Linked DNA regions of Anas platyrhynchos: region 1 is linked to region 2. A link is a contact called in public Hi-C data. All regions are on one chromosome and are shown on one strand. The core of a region is the stretch at or near the end of the contact, and the rest is flanking DNA. Distances in the headings are between cores, read along the strand shown. Region 1 overlaps WDFY1 (WD repeat and FYVE domain containing 1). Region 2 overlaps LOC106019236 (a long non-coding RNA gene).

Evidence for each region. Hi-C and Micro-C count contacts between places; a contact is called where the count stands out from the background.
Region 1: a Hi-C map of F1 follicle shows a contact between it and region 2, with 3 times the contacts expected there. The contact joins two enhancer-like sites. A contact is called at or near these places in 3 of 8 Hi-C or Micro-C datasets (F1 follicle, F5 follicle and subcutaneous adipose tissue).

Annotation. Positions count from the first base shown.
Region 1 is chr9:21,665,413-21,671,060 of IASCAAS_PekinDuck_T2T, reverse strand. It overlaps WDFY1 (WD repeat and FYVE domain containing 1), which reads left to right. Exons shown (of 12, transcript XM_027463972.3): 6 at 1,531-1,643; 7 at 4,020-4,146. Among named protein-coding and RNA genes, the nearest start is that of WDFY1, 15 kb to the left of the region's middle. Within about 2 kb of position 2,905, at least 4 of the 8 cell types and tissues checked have an H3K27ac peak or open chromatin away from gene starts, as enhancers often do. A contact at or near this core is called in F1 follicle and F5 follicle, where this site is marked.
Region 2 is chr9:21,564,735-21,570,628 of IASCAAS_PekinDuck_T2T, reverse strand. The region is part of intron 5 of LOC106019236 (a long non-coding RNA gene); the gene reads right to left. Among named protein-coding and RNA genes, the nearest start is that of SCG2, 30 kb to the left of the region's middle. Within about 2 kb of position 2,443, at least 2 of the 8 cell types and tissues checked have an H3K27ac peak or open chromatin away from gene starts, as enhancers often do. A contact at or near this core is called in F1 follicle and F5 follicle, where this site is marked.

The DNA of each region.
Region 1 (5,648 bases), core at 1,656-4,155, 100 kb before region 2:
GAGAGTCACTGAATGCCACAGGTATTCAGCAATTTACAATAGTGTTAGCTAGAACAGTTTATTATGAAAATGGAGAAAAGAATCAAGATCAAAGTAAATTTCCACTGAAGACCATGGCATTTGGAAATACATCGTAATTGGTCATGCCTTTGAGTTGTGTTTGGAAGAAGTAGCGTTCTGGTGTGTGGGTACTAGATGCTTGGTGTCTCTGATGAGGAGGTTCCTTAGGACTTATTTGTTAGTGATTCTGTGTGTAAGCTTCTGAAAAACACAGCAGAGTATGTCATCTTTATTGGATTAGCAGGCATGATGCTAGCATGAACTTTCAAGATGAGGGAAGGATCATGTGTTCAGGGACTTAATGGATTTGTTGAAAGTGAATTGTTTATCTCAAAATTCTGAATGCTTAAGAGATTTCAGAATGTCATCAGATGGCAAAAAGTCTGGTTTTTCACTTATGGTGGGATTCTTGGCACCCTGACTTCTTAAAATTAGTCTTTCCTGTTACGGAGAATAGGCTAGCAGCTGCTTGTGGTTTTTGTGTAGCTCCAGAAAGACAGGTGAGTTAATATGCAACTCTTGGGATATGTGCTGTCAGTTGTGTTTTTTTTTTCTCCTTAGTTCTTGCTTACTTCCTGAATAACATAGGTCATCTAGAAGTAGCAAATGATCTGGTTTCATCTGGCTTGCTATCCTTTGTTTTTTGGAGACAGTAGTCATGTAGTAACAAGAATGGAATATCAGAAAACCATTGTGGTGTAAGGTGACATCTTAACAGATCCTGTGTTAGGATGCATTGTGGCTTTTCTGACAGTGTTCCGTGGAAGAACTCTTTCTGAAATACGTGATATCTCCAAATGCTTTGACAGTCTTTGATAGTGTGTGCAAGGACCTCCATCAGGAAACCTGGAAGTGGAGAAGAGGGAAGGTTAATGAAAAGGAGAGACCATTTCATTTGCTAGAACAGTGGGAGTATACTTCTACTTGTAAGGTAAATTAGCCATGGAGGGTCGACACCCTTGAGTTTAGTTTTCCTATCCTGGGGGTACCAACCATTGTAACACGCTAGGAAACAGAGTTTATGGGAGCAGGTATTTGGTCAAAGTCTGAACAGCACCAACGTCCAGTGAGGTGTTACTGATGGTAGGTCTGCATTACAAGTAGCCTAAGGAGTTCTGGCATCTCTTGTAGAAGATCTTGTGTACTGTAAGTATCTGCCAGAAATGATCTAAATCTACTTAGCCTGCCTTAAACTAAGGAATGGATTATGTCATGGCTTCTCCAGTGGCTTTAGTCTCTTGTTTTCTGTACTGTCTTAATTCCGCATGTAGGGAAGGGTGAGGAGAAGAGAGGAATGAAAAGGATTGAACAGTGTCCAACCGGGTTAGACGTAGTCATATAAAAATGTATCTGGCATACTAACATGTTCTTTTCTGATTTATTTCGGCTTTGCAGCTGACATCTATACTCTGTTTCAATCCCTTAAAACATTTTTAAGAACAAACGAAAGTTCTCTTGACTGATGATCAGATATGACTATGAAACTCGTTATGCATTTGTTGGTGATTATTCTGGACAGATCACTCTCCTGAAGCTTGAGCAGAACACGTGCTCAATTATCACAACACTCAAAGGCCACGAAGGTAAAGTAACTCTCTTAATTCCACTTGACCCAGGTTGTAATACCTCCATGTATATCAGAATGGGACATCCACATCTTAAGGCTAGATACTGAATAAGCAACTAGTGCGACATACTAGTTACAAAAGCTTTTCAAAGCTACAAATACTGACTGTTCCTTAAAGAACAGATGCAACCCTCCTGTGTGGAAATCTCGGTCCTATATACACTGACAAGTATTTTTATTGTAGATGAGAAATAAAGGTAGACACAGGCATTCAGTTAGGCACGAGTCATCCACTAGATGGCCACCTTTAAAAACTTTAGTTTCCTTAACACTGAAAAGAAAGGGCGAGAACGTGTTGCTTTCTCTTCCCTTCCTCCCTCCCCACTCCCCTGGAGATCTTCTAGTATTAAAATAGCTTGGGCAAGACCAAATCTAGATTCTAAAAAGCAGCTTAATTCCTCCCAATGAGGACTTTAGTGTCGTGATCAGTCTATCATGAGACCCTAGTTCATGTTTTCCTGTGTTAGCAGAAGCTAAGCTATACGCAAGAAATCTAGAGAGCCTACTAGAATCAAATGTCTATTTGAAAACAAATGTCTCATGCTGCGTATCATAGCTGAAGCCCTTATGCCAGATGAAGATCCAAGTAGTCTGTAACGTGTTAGAGCTACTGTCTTCAGTAATGACTAAGGAAGAACGCAAATTACAGAAGAATGTATAATTTAATAATATGCTGAGAGAAATAAGACTTAACTCTTCTCACGCCATCCTAGCAACTTTCAATTCAGCTAACTAGTTTGCATCTGGGTAGGGCTGAGTTACTGGGTCATGAGACTGGCCCATTGGAAAAGGCTGCCTTTTCCAACAGCTGTAAGCATAGAGCAGACTTCGTAAGCTGGGTAGGTTCCTGCTTTGCAGATGACTAAAATGACAAAGCTCACTGTGAATAGGAAAGGCAAACTGAAATTTTCCAATGATAAATGCATCATCTGCTTTCAAGCAGAATTCCAGATTGCTTCAGTTAAGTGCAAAATAATTATCCTGGCCCTGCTTTACCTCTACGTTTTGCAACAGTCTGTATTAAAATGCAAAGCCTTGATAGATGGTATTGTTAGTCTGAAAGCAGCACGTCTGGACATGGCATTACATACAGTATGTATTTTATCTGCTGAGTCGCAGCGAGCTTCCAAGCGCCTACTTCAGCAGCACTGTCTGCAGAGCAGACAGCTTTGGCTTTTTTTCCTTGAAGCAAAACAGATTGTGTAGCCTTCTTCCCTCCAAGTATCTGCCTGATATTCCCAAGGCCTGGTAACTCTAAACCTAATCAGTAGCTAGTTCTGAGTGTGGCTGCGTGTGCTAGACTAAAAACCTGACTTCAGCTTGTTTTCCTTTCTAGTTCTAGCCTTAGCTGTGGCTTCATAAGCAAGCACTGTTTACTCTGCAGTTTAAATGGCTTTAGAGCTTGTCGCTCAGTATCATCTTCCAGAATTCTCCACACTTAATAGCCTGCTCTGTGTAATGCTGAAATAATATTTAAACTGCTTTTTATGGAGCAGATGGCCACTGTTCTCTGAGACAACTGTTCCCAAATGGGTCAGTATGAAAACAATATAGTCCTAAAGGAGGCAAGTCGACTCTTGCTAGAGAGAGCTGGAAGGGACTGATTTGGGCTGTAATTACCACTCATCTTGCTTTCAGACTAACAAGGCTCTTGATGACAATTGTGCAATGGATATCTGTAAGGGGAAAAAATGTTGCTGCAACCACAGAACTATAGATGGCATGAGTGAGAGAGTTACTTCTGTCTCCTGTCTATGTTACCATGCATATGGGGTTTAGTTTAAAACTCCTACTGTGAGATGGCTAAATTCTTTGACTATTGAGTGGCACGGCCAGGCCTTCTGAAATCTCATCTCGTAATTTAGTATGTAGTATCCAAATTTGCTAACAGACTCCCAGTGAAAGGGAGTCTGCTTCTTTTTCCAACTATTTTAATGTTAAAAATAGTTGTGTAAGGGGCTTGGTTTACCTGGGAATACTGTGCTCTGTCCAGTAAGCACTGACCAAGCAACTTACTGTATTGTGTATGCTAGTCTCTGCTCGGCAAGCCTTAATGCTTTTTACCTTCCGAAGGTCACACAGCAGCCTGCCAGCTCTTAAAACCAAGCGCAGAAATACAAGGGACAGAAAACTCCTAAATCAAACTTTCTGAATTATGCTTGATTTCTTTCTTCATGGGGGTGTTTTTGTTCTGTTCTCAGTGCTTTTTGCCTCTGTAGCAGGGTTAGCGTTTGTTACTGTGGTAAGGAAGTATGTCAGGTTTCACTTCAGTAGCCTGGGGAGTGACCCCCTTCAACCTAACTCAACCTAACCGTAGAATGTTCTTTCCTAGGAAGCATTACTTCCCTGTGGTGGGATCCTGTTCAACGACTGCTCTTCTCGGGTGCCTCTGATCACAGCATCATCATGTGGGATATTGGTGGAAGGAAGGGGCGAACGTTGCTGCTCCAGGGCCATCAGTATGTAATGGTGTCTTGTCTTTCCTGCATATTCTGTAATGAACACAGAGTCCTAGGAAGACCAAATAGCATGGCGAGATATGTGAATCTTTGTGAATAATGAAGAAGAAAGCTTTTTTCAGAACTGAAGACTTCTGAGGGGGAAGAAGGGTAACTAGTAATTGGAAAGCATTACTGATAAAGCTTTTTTGGTTGTGTTAGTTGGATAATGAGAATATAACATAAAAGTAGATTATAGAAAGAGGTGGGTGAAAGACCTAAATCGTCTTACTTGAGCTTTTACATAAAAGTTGCATGCTTCTGCATTATGTAAACACTTCACTGAGTTGCTTGTGAGGACCTGTGAGGTGATAAACTGATTGGCTAAATTACTGAGATGGGTCACTGGACTTCAGAAAAGCATGTCACATCTCTGCTGTTCTGTAGATTATGTAGTTAGTTGTCTGTATTTAATCAATTTTGTATTTTTAGAGAGACGCTACCTAGCTGCCTCTCGTAAATCTAGGGCCTGAATTCAGTCTGCCAGGCAGTTCACCACCGAAGCTGTATTCTCCTTAGAAATGCAGTGGTGGTAGAGATCTTGTTTATGTTCAAAGATGTTTTTGTATAGTACATTCTCCTCTTGTCTAATTTGTAGATGCCTCCATCCACCTTTGATCAAGACTCATAGCCATAGTTCTAGAACTCTTGTTAAATCTTGAGGATTTAGTTTTATGGCTAAAGAACTAAAAATAGAGTATCGGTTACAAAAGAGTAACTAACGTCAGCAACTGGAGGACTTTATACTGCTGTTACTGCTCTATCATGTGTCCTGCTGAAGACTTAAAACACTGTTAGTTTCTCTTCAAACATCACATTTAGCATCAGACTTCATACTGAATGGGAAAGTAAGTTCTTCTGAGAAGCAGAATGGCTTTTCTAATTCAATTTAGATGTTGCAAAGCAGTTTAATGTTGAGATCCTTTGTTTAGTTTCTTAGAGTTGACTTTCACTTTGCCATGACTCTTTGTTTAGAATTAAACTTACTGGTGAAAGCATGCTTTCATTTGCAGCTACAGACTTACTATGATTTATTAGCAAGACTGGAAACTCCATCTGCTTTCTATATGTATCTTGAGATAAATATTTCTTTTTATTTTTCCAGTTGTCTCTGCTCTGATAAGTGGCTCTCCTTGCCAACAGAGAAGAGTATTTGCATTCACACTCTGAGCCAGATTACACTCAGCTCACTGCCAGTGCTTTTCACCAGCAAGTGTTAACACGGAGCTGTACCTCTGGTATTCTGGTCAAGCCTTAGAGCATGACAAGTTCTAGTCAACCTTCTGGTGCGAGGGTAGGGCTTACATGGCAGCATCTCTTCACTCGTCTTCGTAGCTTTATGTAGACTTACCAAAATGTCTGGAAATCAGTTTTAGCATTCTAGATAGCTTTACAAGGAAAAATCAGGGTTTTCTGGGAAACTAAGCTTTGTTTAAATGAGTGTGGGTAAATAGCATATCCTT
Region 2 (5,894 bases), core at 1,194-3,693:
TGCAACACCAGAGTTAAAAAGTCTTCGGCTAATTAATGAATTAGCTGATTGCACCGGTTGCCATAACCAAGCATTTCAGCACAAAGCAGCAGCATTCAGTCATAAATAGAGTTGAGCAGGGTATGGCATGTGCACATTTGCATAAAGGATCTGAAAGGTTGATGAGTAGCAACTGGCACTGGAATTTGCTCAGATTCATTAAGAGCAAACTTTTGTGCAAATTTAGGGTAGAATATTGAAAAAAACACCATGCGGACTCATATTAATTTGAGGGCTAAGTTAACCACAAAGAGCACAACCGAGAGTCAAAACTCAAATCCAAGTTCACTTTCCACCAAAGCAGCATCGTTTCATTGCACTAGATTTTCGAGATACGAAAGAAGTCAAAAATATTTTCACAGAACTTCATCCATATCAAAGGACAGCGCTGCAAATGGTTGGTTGCATGCCACACGGCATACAGACAGCATGGGCACCACCATGTCATCCATCACACACTGATCTTTACTCAGACCAGAGAAGAGCAGCCTGCCCGACAGCCACACCATGCAGCCCTTGTTCCAGCACGAGGCAGGGCTGTCGCCTACCAACACAACGAGAAGCCACCTGATTAAATGACAGGTTAGTTCCTCTGCCTGTATGAACAGGAGCTTCGTGCATGGACAGCACTGCAACGGCATCGAGCTTGAATGTGTTTCAGGCTGGAGGTGGGAAACAGAGCCCAGCACAGGAATGGAACTGGCAGTATTTTTTGGACCTGTGAGAACTCTATTATGTTGGCCTGAAAAGGGATAATTTCTGTGTTGCTAAAAGCCTTAATCTGAGACGTGCTGCAGTTAAAGAAATTTGTCTCTCTGGTTTCAGTAGATGCTGCAACAAACATCAAGTAAGGATTTAATTATCGTTATTAAGAATCGAGAACAATTGCATTAAGAACACCTTTCTGTTGAGTAGACTTCATCTCTGTGCAATTCAGCAGTTCAGTGAGCAGCCTTTGGAGGGCAGAGGACGTATGTTGTAACAAAACAAAACAAGTCCATCAGAGGGGCTGGGACACTTCACCGTGTCTCTGCCAGGTTATGCTGGGGCAGTGCTCCAAAGGCTGTTGTCCCAGTAAGAAAAGCACCTAGAGAGGCTCTCAGCACCCACCTCAGAAGCAGAAGGACTACTATGGACACATCACAGGCATGCTTTGCTAGCTCCTGTTTTTGTCCAGGACTTCAGAAGTATTGCCAGTTAGTAAATCTCACACGAAGAACCAGGTAACCTTGAGATGGCTCCAGCACCTACCCATTCAATGCAGACCACTAGTACAACAGAAAGGATGTAGCCAGAGAGATCCAAGCTCATGGCATAGATTATTTAGCTAGCATTTTTTCCCCATATAGTAGAGCTATGCTTCCTTTCGCCTTCTACCATCAGTGTAGACACGCAAAGTTCAGCATCAAGTACCTTATTGCCTCTGCAGTTGTTAACTTGCTTACATGAATTTCCTAATGGCTTCCGGAGACAGTTACCTGTACACGTCTTCATCCCCACGCCTTCAGTTCACCAATGCAGTACCTTACAAACAGCCTGCACAGCTCAGTCAGGCCTGCCAACTTTTCTAGGTAGCCTAAAAGTTAGGTACTCCATGTTCAGTATTGCAATGTACACATTCCCTTAGGCCCATAATCTTAATCATCCTTCTAATATTGGGCTGCTGGTGTGGGATTTAGGTTTCTTTGTTTATCCCTTTTGTTCTCATTTCTGCTCTTTGGAGTGGGTAAGTGCTTTTGGATTGATCCAACTCACTGTGATTTTTCTTCACAGCCTGACGCCCGTCTTTATTCTGTGCATCTCTCTCAATAGAGGAACAGATCATAGACTCATAGACTTGCCTATTTTTTGTTTTGTTTTGTTTTGTTTTTTCACAGCAGTTAGGTAAACACAGAAAATAGAAATGAGCTATTCACCAGGAATGGCATATTTCTCCCTTCTCTCCATCGTAAACATGCATTTTCCCCATGACTGCATGTTTCTAACTTACAGGTCAGCCTTTAGTCCAGACCTATGAGCTCCTGAGGACTAACGCATTTGCTTCTCATCCCAGGTACAGACACATGTAAGCAAAGCACAGGTCCACACTACTTGCATCTGTAAGATAAGCTGCGTACATGTAGATAACCTTGAGGAAAACAAAACAAACAAAACACAACAAAACAGAAGAACAAAACCAAACAAGACCAACCAAACAAAACCAAACACCAGAATGGCAGAATGGTAAGTAAATGAATTCATTAATCACTCTGTGGTGGCACTGAATCCACAGGAAGGGAAGGAAATTCTTGGGAAACTATTTTGATAGTTAGAAAATAGTCTTTGATCCTACTGGGAAGCCTAAAAGATCAGCTGCAGATTATAGTTAAGGATGTCGTAATGGAGACGAGCCAATAGACAGCAAATTGTGAGGGTGTTATGCCAAAGCAGTAGACAGTTTTTTCAGTAGTGTATAAAGGGCATTTGTGGGAAGGGTTATAAGGAGATATTTCTTAATCTTTTTAGATTAGAATGTACAGTTCAAGGCATTTAGAGAAAAAAATAACAATTATTATTTTTAACTATTTGCTGTGTTTATAAGCTTTTAAGTGCTTTATAGAGACCACTTTTAAATAGTGCTTTGGCTTCTGGACAGGAAAAGATCACCTTAATTATTACCTCTTTGCCAACTAAAGCTTAGCCTTCAAGAGGATAGTGCCCAACCTATTCTACCTCGCCAAATCACCCAAAGTGGGTGATCAGCTCAGGCTATCACGAATTTTTGCCAAGATTTCCCAGGCTGAAGAACTTGCTTGGCAAGAGGAAACGCATCGTGAATTTCCTTCCCTATGGGATGTGAGACAGCTCTGCAAAAGACTTTGACAGCATTCCCTAAGAAGGGGTTCTTAGAAATTATACTGAGTTGAACATAGCATCTTCATGGAGGGCTGATGGTACACAGCATGCCTACCGTGATATCCTTCCTTAGATAGCAAAACCACAGCCCTGCTCTGGAATGAAGGCAGCCAGAAAATAAGAATTTCATTGCTACCAGAAGATGTACATTATGTTATTGTTAAAACTTTCTCTGAAAATACCTGGTCATCTATCATATCTTAAACAGTTCTGTAATTTGAAAGAAGTCCAAAAGTAGTTTAGGCAGTTAATTACCCACTTGAAGTGAAAGAGCAGAGTGTTCCTGCGTACTTTCCCATAGCTCTGAGGTGCTCAGTAACAAACTGTAATGGGAACTCATTAACAGCTTTCTAAAAAAACCCCAACTCTTGAAAGAGCAAAGAGAAACTGTGAGCAAAAAAGAAACGTACGGGGAAAAAAAGAAGAGTACTCTGCCAACATTCAAATATCTCACGTGGTATTTGAATGTGTTTGGAGATGGTCATGTTTAGATGCACAGCTCATCAAACACAATTCTCTAGCAATGCGTGGTTCTGCCATTGCAGGTCCCATTGTGGATCCCAAACAATGGCCCCTTTTCCATCATTTCATCTTGAGAAACAAAACCAAAAATCGTTGTTCGCATTAAGGAGCTATTTTGTTAAGCATATTTTGAAGCAAACCAAAAAATGCTGACTTGCTCTGATTTAATTTGGAGAACTGGTAATAACTGTTTCTGCAAATATGTGGTGAGAAATGCAGTGCACCTTATTGATTCACAAGAAAACAAGGAAAGGTGGGCCCAAAGCTGAACGTTCTTGGCCAGCTCCAGATGTGAATATAACTAGAATTCAAACACATTTTTTAAGTGGGATTCTTGCATAAACTCACTGGAAAAATAAGTGCAAGGCAAGAAGGTTCAGAGAAAGGCAAACTTCTTAAAATTCTCTAGACATGCAGGGTGTCTAAGTCAACATCTTAACTTATTCAGCAGGACAAAGATGTCATGCAACAAATAGGAATCTTATATAACACACTCCCATTTTTCTACAACACAGATATTCTCCATAACCCTTTAAGTATCTGAGAAGTCAAAATGGCAGATAAGTTTTACTCTTGGGTACCAAATCCCTATCAAAGCAAAAGCAAAAATACCACAACAACACAGCTGTGGTCCATTGGTAAAGCTCTTAATATAAGGAAACAAAATATAAAGTATGTCAGGATTTTAGGCTTTGCACAGATCCATAAGTATGGATCCCTGACATTCATCACAATAGAAATGGTATAACTTTTTTTGTTGTTGTTGTTGTTGCTTGGTTGTTTTTTCTTTGCACTGTTACAACATAACAGTGTTGATATTTGCCCAGGTCTTAAGGCAAGCTATCTTCAGAGAAGCAAGCTAATATTCCAGGAAAAATAGTGATTTAGAATTTGAAATCCTGTTTTTCTTTATCTGTCATTCATTTTCTTTCCAACAAAGCATTTTTCAGAAAAAATGCGCTTTCTAAAGCATCAAATTAATATTAGGCCAATATTAGGCTAACATCTTAACTGGCAAACATCAGTTAATTTCAATACGTGCATAGAACTCTAGACCAGCTGGGAAACCAGTTCAATAATATGCTTCTATCCAACTTAGATTGATTAATGTACAATTTGACCTTAAAATATATATATTCCTTCATATTACTGGAAATCTTGTGGCTCGGTACAAAAGAGAGTAAACATCACAGGATTATTAAATTTATACCTTAAGGTGCAACTGTGAAGAATGGGTACTTAGCAACAAGAAACAGAGGAGCACAAGATGTTCCATCCTAGTGGCACATTTTGCAAGGAAATAGAAAAGCTCACACCAATCTGTAATGTCTAGGCCAATGAACTGATCTCTACGAACAGCCCCAAACTTGTAATCAATAGGGAAATGACCAGACTTAAAAGCCTGTGTCTGACGAATATACCTTAGCTGCCCAAATTCCTTGACATTTGTCTCCTTACCATCACCATCTTTTCCAATTGGATTTAAATGAGTAATCTCAGTTTTAAAAGGTTGGCTCGATATTTCTGTTGGTTATTAAGGTCGAGGAGTCAAGAGATGAAAACGCTAATTTCTGCCAGCAGATTGCCTGACATTTGAATAAGATTGAAAATTCCATCAATATGGCACATTTTTCTCAGCAAAAGAAGTTCACGTAACTTCTCAGGCATCAACCAGCAGAAGCCAACCCTGAAAGAAGAAGAAATGACAACCACCTGGATGCCCTATACTGTGTAATCCGTTCTCACTTGGATGTTCACACAAATGGGAGCTATGGATTATACATCAGGATAACAACCCAGGGTCCCCTCCAATGCAAACTTAAGATCTGATTGGGGGAAACTGTGGGAATCTGGAGGGATGAACTCAGGGATGCAGCTGAAGGGCCTGTCAGGGAAATAAATCAGACATATAAATGAGAATAATCTCAAAATGAAGCTGATTACTCATTTTAGAAACTTAAGTGGAAAAAAGACAACTTTTGAAATTACTCCAGAGTTACACAGATGTACGAAAAGCTGAGGACTACTGCGCTTTTTGCTTCAAGACTGTTTTTCCTTTCCAAGATACCCTAAGGATGATATTAAAAAAATATCTAGCTAACCTGCATCACCAGCACATTAAACAGAGAAAAGAAAAAAATAGAAAAGAAGAAAAAATTTAACTGATGATTAATTACCAGATATTATTCCCTTCGGCATACCAACTGCACAGGTTCTGTTGTTCAGAAAGATATGTGAATTCTTTTTCCAATTGATTAAGGTTTGATTAAATTTTTGAATATAACTTATGAAAAGTACGTTAGCCTGTACGTCTCTGAGGAATGAAACATGGGACACACGCTGCACTGTCCTGCTTCTGATGTTCAGCACTATCACGTGCCCCTGAGGACAGTGTACCATCTCCCCATAGGCAACTCAAGAAGACAAAGGCCTACTGG